Linked DNA regions of Scatophagus argus: region 1 is linked to region 2. A link is a contact called in public Hi-C data. All regions are on one chromosome and are shown on one strand. Each heading gives the region's core, a stretch centred on a gene start, on an enhancer-like site or on the middle of the called end of the contact. The rest is flanking DNA. Distances are from core to core; before and after follow the strand shown. Region 1 holds the start of btbd6b (BTB/POZ domain-containing protein 6-B). Region 2 holds the start of LOC124072460 (E3 ubiquitin-protein ligase TRIM41-like).

The links. A called contact is a pair of places that touch in the nucleus more often than the background predicts.
Region 1: a Hi-C map of muscle shows a contact between it and region 2, with 2.6 times the contacts expected there. The contact joins the promoter of btbd6b here to the promoter of LOC124072460 in region 2. A contact is called at or near these places in 2 of 2 Hi-C or Micro-C datasets (both in muscle).

What each region holds. Positions count from the first base shown.
Region 1 is chr15:2,060,465-2,066,335 of fScaArg1.pri, reverse strand. It overlaps btbd6b (BTB/POZ domain-containing protein 6-B), which reads right to left and starts at 3,655. Exons shown (of 4, transcript XM_046411904.1): 1 at 2,665-3,655; 2 at 1,969-2,059; 3 at 1,593-1,711; 4 at 1-1,023. The coding sequence starts at 3,065. The region is part of intron 6 of LOC124071417 (transcription factor IIIB 90 kDa subunit-like); the gene reads left to right.
Region 2 is chr15:1,930,832-1,936,413 of fScaArg1.pri, reverse strand. LOC124072460 (E3 ubiquitin-protein ligase TRIM41-like) reads left to right here and starts at 3,987. Exons shown (of 2, transcript XM_046413911.1): 1 at 3,987-4,455; 2 at 4,644-5,582. The coding sequence starts at 4,449.

The DNA of each region.
Region 1 (5,871 bases), core at 2,406-4,905, 130 kb before region 2:
AACACAAGCTCGGGGATCTGTCCTCCCTGTACCCCGGTCCCGTTGGTGCTGTCGGAGGAGCACTGGAACTGAAATGTCACCTTCCCACACTGCACCTCCGTCATGCCCTCCTGGCCAAAATAGCTCAGCTCATTCCCGTCCAGCACGGCGCTCACAGTGTAGAACGCGTCCTGCTCCACCTGAACGGGATGCTCGAACCACACCTGAAACGTACTGCTCGACCCGTCCGACACAAACTTTGTCAGGTTCTGCGCCAGGGTCACTCCTTGTCTCTTCAGTTCAATTTTGACGCTGTATTCGGCTTTGCCGCCGCTCGACCCGTACAGCCCCAGACCAGCGATAAAGATCCTCTTGTCCACTGCGAACTGAATGCTGTCGCACCGGCCGCGGTAGCGCCACTGATTGCTCCGGTAGGCCGAGGACTGGAAGCGGTGGCACCTCTGGGGCACCAGACCCTTCCTCGCAGTCAGAGGGAAGTCCAGTTTGGGCTTTTTAGCTGCAGTGTACCACAGGAACACATTGTGCGTCTCCTCCAGTGTCAAGATATCACATTGCGCCGCCCCGTTGGCAAACTCCTCCAGGCTCATGGTGGGGATGCGCACTAAGAACAGCGCCTTGCCAAGGACATTTCTTTTGTTACGGGTTGTGGGCCCCAAACCTTGTCTCTTGCACTCCGCCGTGGCCCAGTTCATCACGGCCTCAAACACCACCACTTCCCTGGTGTTGAGCGTCTCCCTCCGCAGGATGATCTCCAGCGTCTGCAGATCGATCTCACAGAAGCCCTCGGAGCCCAGCGAGAGCTCGGCCTGAGCGTCGATCACCTCCCAGCAGCGCTGCGTCAGCTCGGGCTCCTCGAACAGGCGGCTCTGCGACAGCAGCACGCAGGCGTTCTTAGCCTCCAGGCTCGTTTCCAGGAAGGTGACGCAGGCCTTGGCCAGTGCAGGAACGATGTACTTCTTGGCAGCGTACAGGGTGGCCAGCACCGTGTCTGCTTCCAGGTCGATCTCATCGCTGTACATGTACCTGGAGAAGGACGGAAACCTTTTAATCACACGTACCTGTGCAGGACGTTATCTGACTTAGACAGAACAGCTACTCCTAACTATACGGTTTCTTGTTTTTGGCCTGATGTCAACTGCACAAAATGTCCAAAAAGAAGCAAAATGTACAAAAATAATATTTATTTTTTCTTCCCAAAGAGGATTGTATGCAGACTTAACACAAAGCCTTCCCTTTTCACAAAAAGCTTTACACTCAACAGTCTATGGAGCTGGCTTAGCCCAAGCCACTGACTGAGCAACAAAGGCAGGTTATTTATAACTGCTGGTCTGCATATATCCCCCTCTAAGAAAATTGTCAGGCTGTGGATGAGGAAAAAGGAAAAAAAAAATGTTTCTAGTTGGACAAAGAGCACTGAGAAAACCAGCAATTACAGAGCACTGTGCTGCTGCCACTGCTCTCCGGCGCTCCCAGCATTTTGGCATTCGCCTCTGCTAAGCTTTGGATGAGTAATAATATGCTTTGAAGTGACACTGACTGCGCTTGTCATCTCTCCTTCTGGTTGGCTGTGTGAGGGATGGTGAGTGGCTTACTTCAGCAGAATTAGAAAAGCAGCAGGTTCCACATCTGGGATATGGATCTCAGACTCCTCCTCTGCCAGATCGCCGTAAAACATGGCACAGAAGACCGAGCTTCCCACGGCCAGCACATACTGGGAGGGAGGGAGGGAGGGAGGGAGGGAGGAGCAGACAGATGCGTCAGAGAACACATGCAACCAAATCACTCTTCTGTGCTAAGTTCAATAAAAGAGCAGGAGGAGTTCTTTTCAGCGGTGCTGCAGAGACGGACTCCTCCGAGTGGCATTTGAATGTAACAGACAAACGCAAACATGCCTCCGTTTTGCCCTCGGAGCCTCTCACAGAAAGAAGTAATGAATGGTCTTTTCCAAGGAGGTGAAAATGTCTTTACCTTGTGTGCTGGAACCCTCTGCGATCCCCCCGCGGGACCAACGATGAAGTGGACATCAGCCATCAGCTCATTGTTAAACATCAAGGCATTCCTGAAAGCAAAGCACGTTTCAGCAGTAAGCCTCAGTCCAGTATTGTATAACACAAGTCCTCCCACACGCCTTTTGCCTGGAGACACTGGTTATTTTCACAGGTTTGGGCAGGATGTAGCAGCAGCAGTGGAAGGCCTGCAACTGCTGCTTAGTTTCTAGATTAAACGTCTGCTGATTCGTGAGGAAGTTTCCAGTCAAATGTTTTGTGCAGTTTACTTTTCCTTAAAGGCAAAGAAATTATTCACAATCGAGTAGCCGAAACGAGTGGCTGTTGAACTTTTTTTTTTGCTTTAATCAATTATCCGAATTATTGCACATTAATACTGACTGAATGGACGTGTCGTTGCAGCTCTATACGTGGAGCACACAGCCTGAAATGCGTGCTCTTATGAAGAGTCTGGTATCTAAGTAGGTCTGCTGCACTTAAGGTGCTTACTTTCCATTACTATGATGTTAATGCAGTACGTGTGAGTGGCCGCCGACACTTCTTAATGCCCTTAACGTTATTTACGGTCATTCATATGAGCCGCAGCCACTTTTCTGGAACATGCTCCTGAAATGCCGTCCGGTGGCGGATCATTCGGCCGGGGGTGTTGTGCGGTTACCTCTCTCTCAGTGTGGGGTGGCTGCACTGCCAGCTGGGTGGATCTACGTTGTTGTTGTTGATGTTTTGCTGGGTGGTCGGGGTGGTCGCCGCGCTGCTGCTGCTGCTCGCCTGGCTCACCTGCACCTGCTTGGTCTTCTCGGCGTCCGCCACCGTGGTGCCGTTGGACAGGTTGGTGTTGTTGGTGTTGGCGGCGGGGTACAACTCCGCAGCCATCTTCTGCTTCTGCTGCTTCTTCTTGCTCGTCAGGGACAGGGTGAGGATCTCATAACATACCGGCAGCCTGCCCGGGAGCTTGCCGACCTTCTTGGACTTTTTCAGTGTTTCTGGAAGTAGGAGCAGATAAGTCAGACACCTCATGATCCGGCCATGATGGAGCAACCTGCAGTCTGCCGTTGGCATCGGCACAAACAATCCCGATCTTCTTCGTGTTAATATCCGGTGAAGCGAATCACTAGCGGGCTCTGGATTGAAGTGTACGTGGGGGGGAGAAATCAGCCTCTGCTGCGTGAACCCGGGCTCCTACAGCGCCGCTTTAAAACGGCATCGGCAGCGAAGTTTACACGACAACATCTAAATATCCGTCCAGGCCCGGTGGAGTCCGTTTCCCTTCCCGCTCGCTTCCAACTTCGACCGCCGACACTTTCGCTCCGTTTCCTGGCGGTCACCTCATCCTCTCCGGGCGGAGAAACGTTCGCGAAGCGTCGCTTGTTTTCCCTTTTTTAGCGAGTGGATAATCCGGATAGTCGCAGCTGGTATTCAAGTCCTTCCTGTTTATTTTCTACGCCGCCTGTGCGTTAATCCTCTCAGATTTTTCTCTCGCTTTCCCTCAACCGACTGTCGACCGAGACGAAGCCAGCTACGCTGTTCCGCTGCGGCCGCTCACATCCGAGGTAAACAGTCATTTGTCGGGAGTTTTTAAGGTCTGCTCCTTTTTTTCCTGCTTTTTTTCCTCCTCTCGTCGTGATCTCCTCGGACGCCCAGGGCTCGCTGAGGACCAATCAGATTGTCGAGCCGCGGTGACGCCAGGAGGGCAGAAGCCCCTCCCCCAGCAGCTCCGCAGAGTGCGTCACCGGGCTGCAGGCTCCGCCCCCGTCCCGCTGATTAGACCCGGCGGTGGGATAAAAATAAAATTAAAAAGAAGGTCGGTTGAATATGACCCTCCAACCCGGCACAGTAATGAGGCGAAAAAAGCCCCAAACACAAAGCGGGGAACTCAAAGATTTCAGTTCCAGTTTGAAGTGTGTAATTAACAGGGAAGAGAGAGAGGAGTCCTTCATCAGGGCTTTATTCCACACCCCAATACTGCCCTTATGTGCTATATCATCAAAATGCTCATATTTAAAGAGAATATAAAGATTATAACGACCTATTTCAGTCCCCAAGAAGGAGAGAAAGAAGCACTGATTTATGAATTAAAATGCTCATGAAGTTAAAAGTAAGATGAACTAAGGTTAAAATAAGAATGAAAATATCAATAAAGCTGCAAGTATAAAGTAATCATTAAACAGAAGTCTAACATCCAAACCACACAACAACAACAGTGAGGCTGTGTTACATAAACACGTGAGAAGTGGCATGTAGCTGCAGCGTCACAAGTTACAGGTAAGTGTGCATTAGGTGTATACATAATATACCACCATCACACACTAAACAAAGACAAGCAGACAGAAACATGCGCATGAAGAGCCTCCAAAATGATCATTAAATTCAATCGACTCATCACTTAAAAACAGTAATTCTGACTATTGTGATCACGTGTAGCCGTCACTGATGAATTTTGTGATTTAATGCTGGATAACAAACCAAAGCGATATTACGATATGAGGGGGGGGGTTGAAGTAATTTTGGGGAATGTAGGGTCTCAGGGGGGCGCAGACGTAGAAGGCGGCGAGCAGGTGGAGGAGGGAAGAACACTGCAGCTCTCCATCACAGAGTGACTCGTGGGCTGTTTGAGCATCACAGATTGATTCTACTCAACAGTGAAAGAGGATTTGAGGTGGATTTTCCTCCGCCCCTTAAACACCCTCCTTTTTTTTCTCCCTAAGAAGATCTCGCCTGCGTTTACAGACAGTAAAAGTTGGAGCAGTGATGGCGAGCTCTGCAGACATATCATTACATGGCGCGGAGGGGGGAGGGGAGGGGGCCCTGGATCTTATTACCAGCTGGCTCTACCAGCTTTCCACTGGACTGCTCTTTAAACAGCCGCTGACTTCAAAGATATTCGACTCCACTGTCACTGCCGGGCCATGAAACCCTCCTCATTGTCTCGCTGCTACAGAGGAAAGAGGATTCCTCCTAGTGTTAGTGTTAAATTAGATTTCTTAGCAAGGTAAAATCATCTTAAAATAATAATAAAAACACATCTAAAGGCAAACTGGCCACCTGCCAGGCTGTTTCATGGCAAAAGCAGGTGTTTCTGATGGTTTTCTCCTCTCCAGCTGAATCCATAAAGTTTATCATATGCTACAAGTTTCTCAGAGACATTTGAGCAGCAAAAAAGGTTTCAGAAGTGAACTCGTGACTGGAAGGTTGCCCATTCGAAAGTCTTTTGCCAGCTGCAAAAATCTGGACGGAGACACCGAATTAGAAACAGGCGGCTTCGAGGCGCACTCGAGCTAAATGCTAATCCTCAAGCTCTCCAGTGGAGCTAATTAGCAGCCAGCGGTAGGAGACTGGTTTTACTGGGACGCTCACAGCTCCCAGTGAGTTTAAATCTGTAGGAATCCAAAACGTGACAAACTGCATTTTCTTTGGTCTGAACCAGAGTGGAATAAATTACTTGGCAGCAGCTTTGCTTTATTTACTGCTGAGATGCAGGCGAGCCAGGCCAAGCAAACAAGAATCACATGGACGCACAAGCAGGCTGTTTAACCGAACCAAAAGTGCCGACCTGACAGGGTTTTGGCTGCAGGGTGAGGGAGCCGAACAGATCTGAGGTCAGCCCCCTGAAACTGCGCCATGACGGACTCTTATTCTGCCTTTTTCCATCAATTGTCCTCCACACGATCACACACGTGGCAAAAGCTGAATGTGGTCGTTACAGGATAGTAAACTGTGCAGTTTTGTACACACTCAGAGTTTGAACATCAAAACAAACTGGTGGGAGATCAATATAATGCGGTATTTAGTGTTAATAGTCACTTGATGGCCTCTGAGATGAGGAGGAATTTGCACTGTCCTTGAAATTGGGTATTTTGATAACAAT
Region 2 (5,582 bases), core at 2,738-5,237:
TCAGATTCTGGGCCAGTTTCAGATGAATTCAGCGATGCTGTGACCCCAATATTCTGTTACCAGAGACATCAGCAAAGTGAAAAATGAAGTGAAACAAACTTTTCGGAAACAAAGGTGAAATAAATAAGCCTATAAGCCTGCACAGCTGTTAAAGTTACCCACAAGCCTCCTGGGTTTCAGTTTCCAGGGAGACAATATGTTTCTGGAGCCAGTGACGATACACTCTGCACTCTTGTGAATTTTCTGGAAATATGTGTTGGAAAAGACACAGTAAGGCAGGCTGGCACACCAGGATCAAGACAGAGATTTTAGAAAACAAGCTCATTTGTACTGAAAAAGAAAAACCAAAAAAGAAAATGCGACTTTTACGAGTTATTAACAGACAAAATGACTGATGGATGTTTCTTTCCTCTGTCGTGATGTCTTGGTTTAATGTGTCCCTGTTCACCAGCCAATCTCCACCCTCTTCCTCTCTGTCTCTGCACCCCCACCCTCCACCGCCCGCTGTCCTCCATCATAAATTCACAAGGATTAATATTTCATCTGCTACTTCACAGCGCTCCCCGGCAGAGCTGGAGAAGAAGAAGCAGGAGGGGGGACCTCGTGAGTCACGTGGTCTCGTGGGCAGAAACGCTCATCACTCACGTGTTTGATTAAATCTCATTATGCTCAGGGTGATTCTCGAGAGCGCACGTGTGAAATATGTTCTTTAATTTAAATTTGGGATGACTGATGATGGTTTGGTGTTTTCCAATCTGATGGAGGTTCCTGCATTGAAAGCGAAACACAAAAAAAATATATAAAAATATTGAGAGGTCCCAGATCTGAGCCCTGCTGGACACCTCGGGAGGCTCTGGACCAGGGATGGTGGGCCTGGTCAGCAACATGTCACATCACTCACTCAGTCGCCTTTTCCTGCGACTCAGCAGGAAACGTCCTGATATGATGCAAACCGACGCCGTGACGCCACAGTTTTCACTTAAATTCAGCACAAAATTCAACTGGGCAAAATAAAACCCCCATCCAGCTGCGTCATGTGAATATCAGGAGTTTGTTCAGAAAATAAAAACGAGGATTAGTGGAGGTTTAAGGGCCTCTTCAACATTCAGCTCAGGTAAAGACAACAGATTACAGCCTGACATTCCTGCATATTTACTTTCCTTTGATTATAATAACAGTGATTATAGAAACCTCTGAGCTGCTCACACGTGACGACTTTCCAGTGTAATCGAGTTAACCTGGAACATGAGAGTGAGGTGTTACGCTGTCAAAGGAGGAGGAGGAGGAGGAGGAAGAGTGAAAGGCTGCATTAAGGTTTGTATCCCAGAGAGCGAATCAGAGAATCAAATCCTCCTCTCTGAGACGACAGCAGATGAGGAAATACTCACTTATGTCATCAAGGAGAAGCCGCTGAGTGGCTTCCGACAGGCCAGGAGTCGACTCTACGCTGATGTTATTTAAAGATAACGTCGGCTCAGCCCTGTCCAAACATCAGTGTTTTGTTGCCATGGAGATAGTAGACAGAAACCTCACAGCATTTATGTTTTTATTTTTTAATGATGGCACAGCGGTCTCATAATTAGCAGCAGATCACTCTGTGGGGTACATTTATGTTTTTAGATTTCAGTAAAACAACACAATGTGAAAAAAATCAGTTTGTGGCTCCACATTCAGGCAAACTGAATACAAACAGTTTGTCAAAGTTTATCAAAGTTTTATCAAAGTGGACAGTTTGAATAAATTATTGATGATTGTTATCTGATGTGGAAGTGATGGTGCTGGAGGACGGACTTGATGCGCTCCTTGAAGCGGGTGTGGTCCTGGAAACTGCTGCTGACGGTGAAGGTGGAGGAGGTGGAGCAGTAAGGTGAGTCAGCTACAATGAGATTTACTTAACGGGAAAGTTATGGTTAGTTCGGGTGTGACTGAAGGCTGTGGGGCTCCAGAGTTCTCTGTCATGGTTGAACCGGCTGCAGTTTTATTACTGTGACAGTAGTCTGAGTTGTAGTAATACTAGCTGTCATCTGTCCTTACTTTGTTTGGTTTTGAAGTTTCTTCCTCAGTCAGTTGCTCCTGGACTTGAGTAGATTTTGGTTTTCCCACCCTGCTAAGGGCCCTGAAGAGGCTTGGACAGGCCCTGCAGTAAAACCACAAGCAGTCACTGTCACTGTGTACGTGTGACAGCATAAAAGAGTCTTAAGGTTTGTCCTGGGAATGATATCCAGTCCTTAATGCATAAAGTCACATGTGCTGCTTTGTGAGCAGGAGACCTGGATGATCCCATGTTAAAAAGATCAGGGATGATCAGTCAGCGCCACCCAGTGGTGGAAATACAAACTGCATCCTGAGTTGACATAAACTGTGTTTTTTCTCTCACTGACTTTCTAACAGATTAATCTCAGTTTAATCTAATCACTCCAGCTCTCTGTTTGTCTGTTTGTCCATCCTGTCGCCCACTCGTCACTCTTTTCCTTTTCAGCTCCTGTTTGTCTTTTTCTTTCTGTTTTCTTCCTCTCCAAATTTTTCTCTTCGTGTAAGCTTCCCCCTTTCTTTTTTCCTCCTCTTTCACTTTACCTCTCCCTCTTCCATCGCTTCTCTCTTTCTCATCTCTATGCTTGTCATCTTATTCTTCTCTTTATCCCTCGATTTTATTTTTCAGCACCTTCCACTTCATTTCTTTTCACCCTGATTCCTTTCCTTCTCTCCTCGACCATCCCATGGCCTCCTTCTCTTCCTCATCTTCCTCTCTCAGTTTACAGGTGCTTGTCAGAGTCCAGGATGCTACCTTGGCAGGACGGGTCCTTCCACGTCAGCTCCTGCAGAGGCCAGGCTGCACTTCCTGGCATGTGAACACACCTGCAAAGCCGTCCCTTCACTCTCATTCTCCATTTTTAAGAAGCTTGACAAAGCAGTGTAGACTTGCAGTTGGCCAATGAAAAGTGGAGGAAGTAGAAGAAGAAATGTGCTCTGTGAGGTAGCATCATTCAGATTCAGCCATTTGGGGAGCCTTCGCTGACTTTGAGATGCACCACGTTGATCAGAAGAACTGAAGCTCCTCCTCAGGCTGCAGAAAGAGCAATTAATTAAAAACACTAATAATCCTTTCTCTACTGGGAGAGAGAGGGCTTTTTCCTCCTCATACATTATTAATGTGGCTCGCTATGATTATTTGCAGGTGGTGTGTGTGTGTGTGTGTGTGTGTGTGTGTGTGTGTGTTAGATTTTCACTTGGCTGTGCTCATTAGGAGCTGACCAGCTGAGAGTGAGTAAGTGAGTGGTAGTTCATGTCATCTGCATGCTGAGTACTGGTCTGAGTATGTGTGTGTGTGTGTGTGTGTGTGTGCGCGCGTGTGTGTGGCTCAGTTGTGGCTGATGTTGAGTGGACCCCGGAGTGACTCTGATGCACTGAAGAGGAAATTAAGTTAAGAGGTTAATGAAAATGTTTTCTGTTCCCTTCAGTTTTTTTCCTCTGCTGTCTTGATGTGTCGTTAGCTCGTTTGTAAGAGCAGGTGATACAAACACCAAACGCCATGTTTCCGTGTGTAGAACAGCAACAGATCGAAAACGTGTCGCGTTCCCCAAGATCTTCATACAAACAACAAGTCACATACTGAAAATCGAAATGCAGTTAACCAAAAGATCAGATCACCTTCAGGTCACAGTCAGAAGATGTGCTGAAAATCAGTGGAGAGAAGCTGTGAGTCACCACAGACCGCAGCAGATGGAAAACATGTGATTGTGACTGTGCATCTTCGTGAACAGGTGAAACCAGTTGTTCAGGATGTTTCCTTCACATTCCTCTGCATCTCAAAAACAGGCCACTCGCATAATTACTTTCATTTTCACCCTGCATACATCCTATGAAAAATCACAGAAGATGTGTTTCAATCTAAACCTCAGTGAAAGAGAAATTAAAATGACAGAAAAGCAGCAGGAATTGGTGTAGAAAATGAAGCCATCAAGGATTAAACTGCAGTTCCACAAATGTCCACTTGAGGCTGGCTCCAAAAGTGAGTCATCGTCATAAGGCCCCATGTTAAAATGTTCTTTCAACAGAGATAAACATGTTTGGAAGAAAAACACGTTTGAACAAATATGTGACCAAAACCACCATCTTCTCCTCACCTGAACCAAAGCGTATTTTAGCCTTCACTAAACCACATGGCGGTTTCAAGATGTAGCTCAGTGTATTATCAGTGCCAACATTTTTTCTGGGTTGCAGCCCTGGTACTAAATTTACCTCGTGCCAAAAATGAGTCACTTGAAACTAACAAAACAAAAAGTCAACAACAACAACAAGAGGTGGAGCAACAGTGGAGTGACAGGTGAGCTTTGACGCTACAACGAAACTGAAGTGAGAGGAGCTCCGCCGCTGGGACTGTTTCTCTCTAAACAGCAGGATTTAAACTTAAAGTTTATCGCATCTTTCTTCACTACAAACTTGGCCAAATGTTTGGTGAGTACAGCAGATATAAGAATTATTGTGTTTAAAAACCAATATTAAAATAAACTAATTTTTTCAATTTTACAATTTCACTCATGTACAAAAGTCATTATTTAATATCATTTTTAAACAAATACAGAAAAATTCTGCCATTACAGTTTTACTTTTTCATTCTTGTTGCTCTTGTTCTCATTGTGTAGCCATGTCTGCTGCCAGCTGTCTGCTGTCCGGAGATCAGTTTCTGTGCTCCATCTGTCAGGATGTGTTCACTGATCCCGTCAGCACACCATGTGGACACAACTTCTGTAAAACCTGCATCGCTGAACACTGGAATAAGAACGTCCCGTGTCAGTGCCCCAACTGTAACAAGATTTTCAGCACAAAACCTGAGCTGCAGGTCAACACTTTAATCTCTGAGATGGTCGCTCGCTTCAGGCAGTCAGCTCAACATGAAGCTGCCAGCAGCTCAGAGCAGAACGTGTCCAGACCAGGAGAAGTTCCCTGTGACGTCTGCCCTGGAACCAGACTGAAGGCCCTGAAGTCGTGTCTGGTGTGTGTGGCCTCCTACTGCGAGACTCACCTGCAGCCTCACCTGACAGCTCCACCTCTGAAAAGACATCAGCTGATCGAACCCGTGGAGAACCTGGAAGACACAATGTGTACTGAGCACAATCAACTGCTGGAGCTCTTCTGTAAGATCGAGCAGACGTGTGTCTGTATGCTCTGCACTGTCTCAGACCACAAGGGACATGAAGTCGTTCCTCTTGCAGGACAAAAGAAGGCTGAACTTCAGCAGATGATTCAGGAGAGACGACTGAAGATTCAAGGGATCAGAGATTCAGTGGTGGTCAGCAGGGCAAACGCAGACAGAGAGATTGCAGATGGTGTTCGGATCTTCACCAAGCTGAAGGACACTGCTGAGGTAGTCCAGGCCAAAGTCACTGAGGAGATTGAAAAAAAGCACAAAGAGATCGAGAACTTGGCTGAAGTCCTCATCTCAGAGCTGGAACAGGAGACATCTGCACTGGAGAAGAGGAGGGCAGAGCTGGAGCAGCTCTCACTCTCTGAGGACCACATCAGGCTCCTCCAGGATCTCCTGTCCCTGAAAGCTGCCCCACCCAGCAGGGACTGGAAAGATG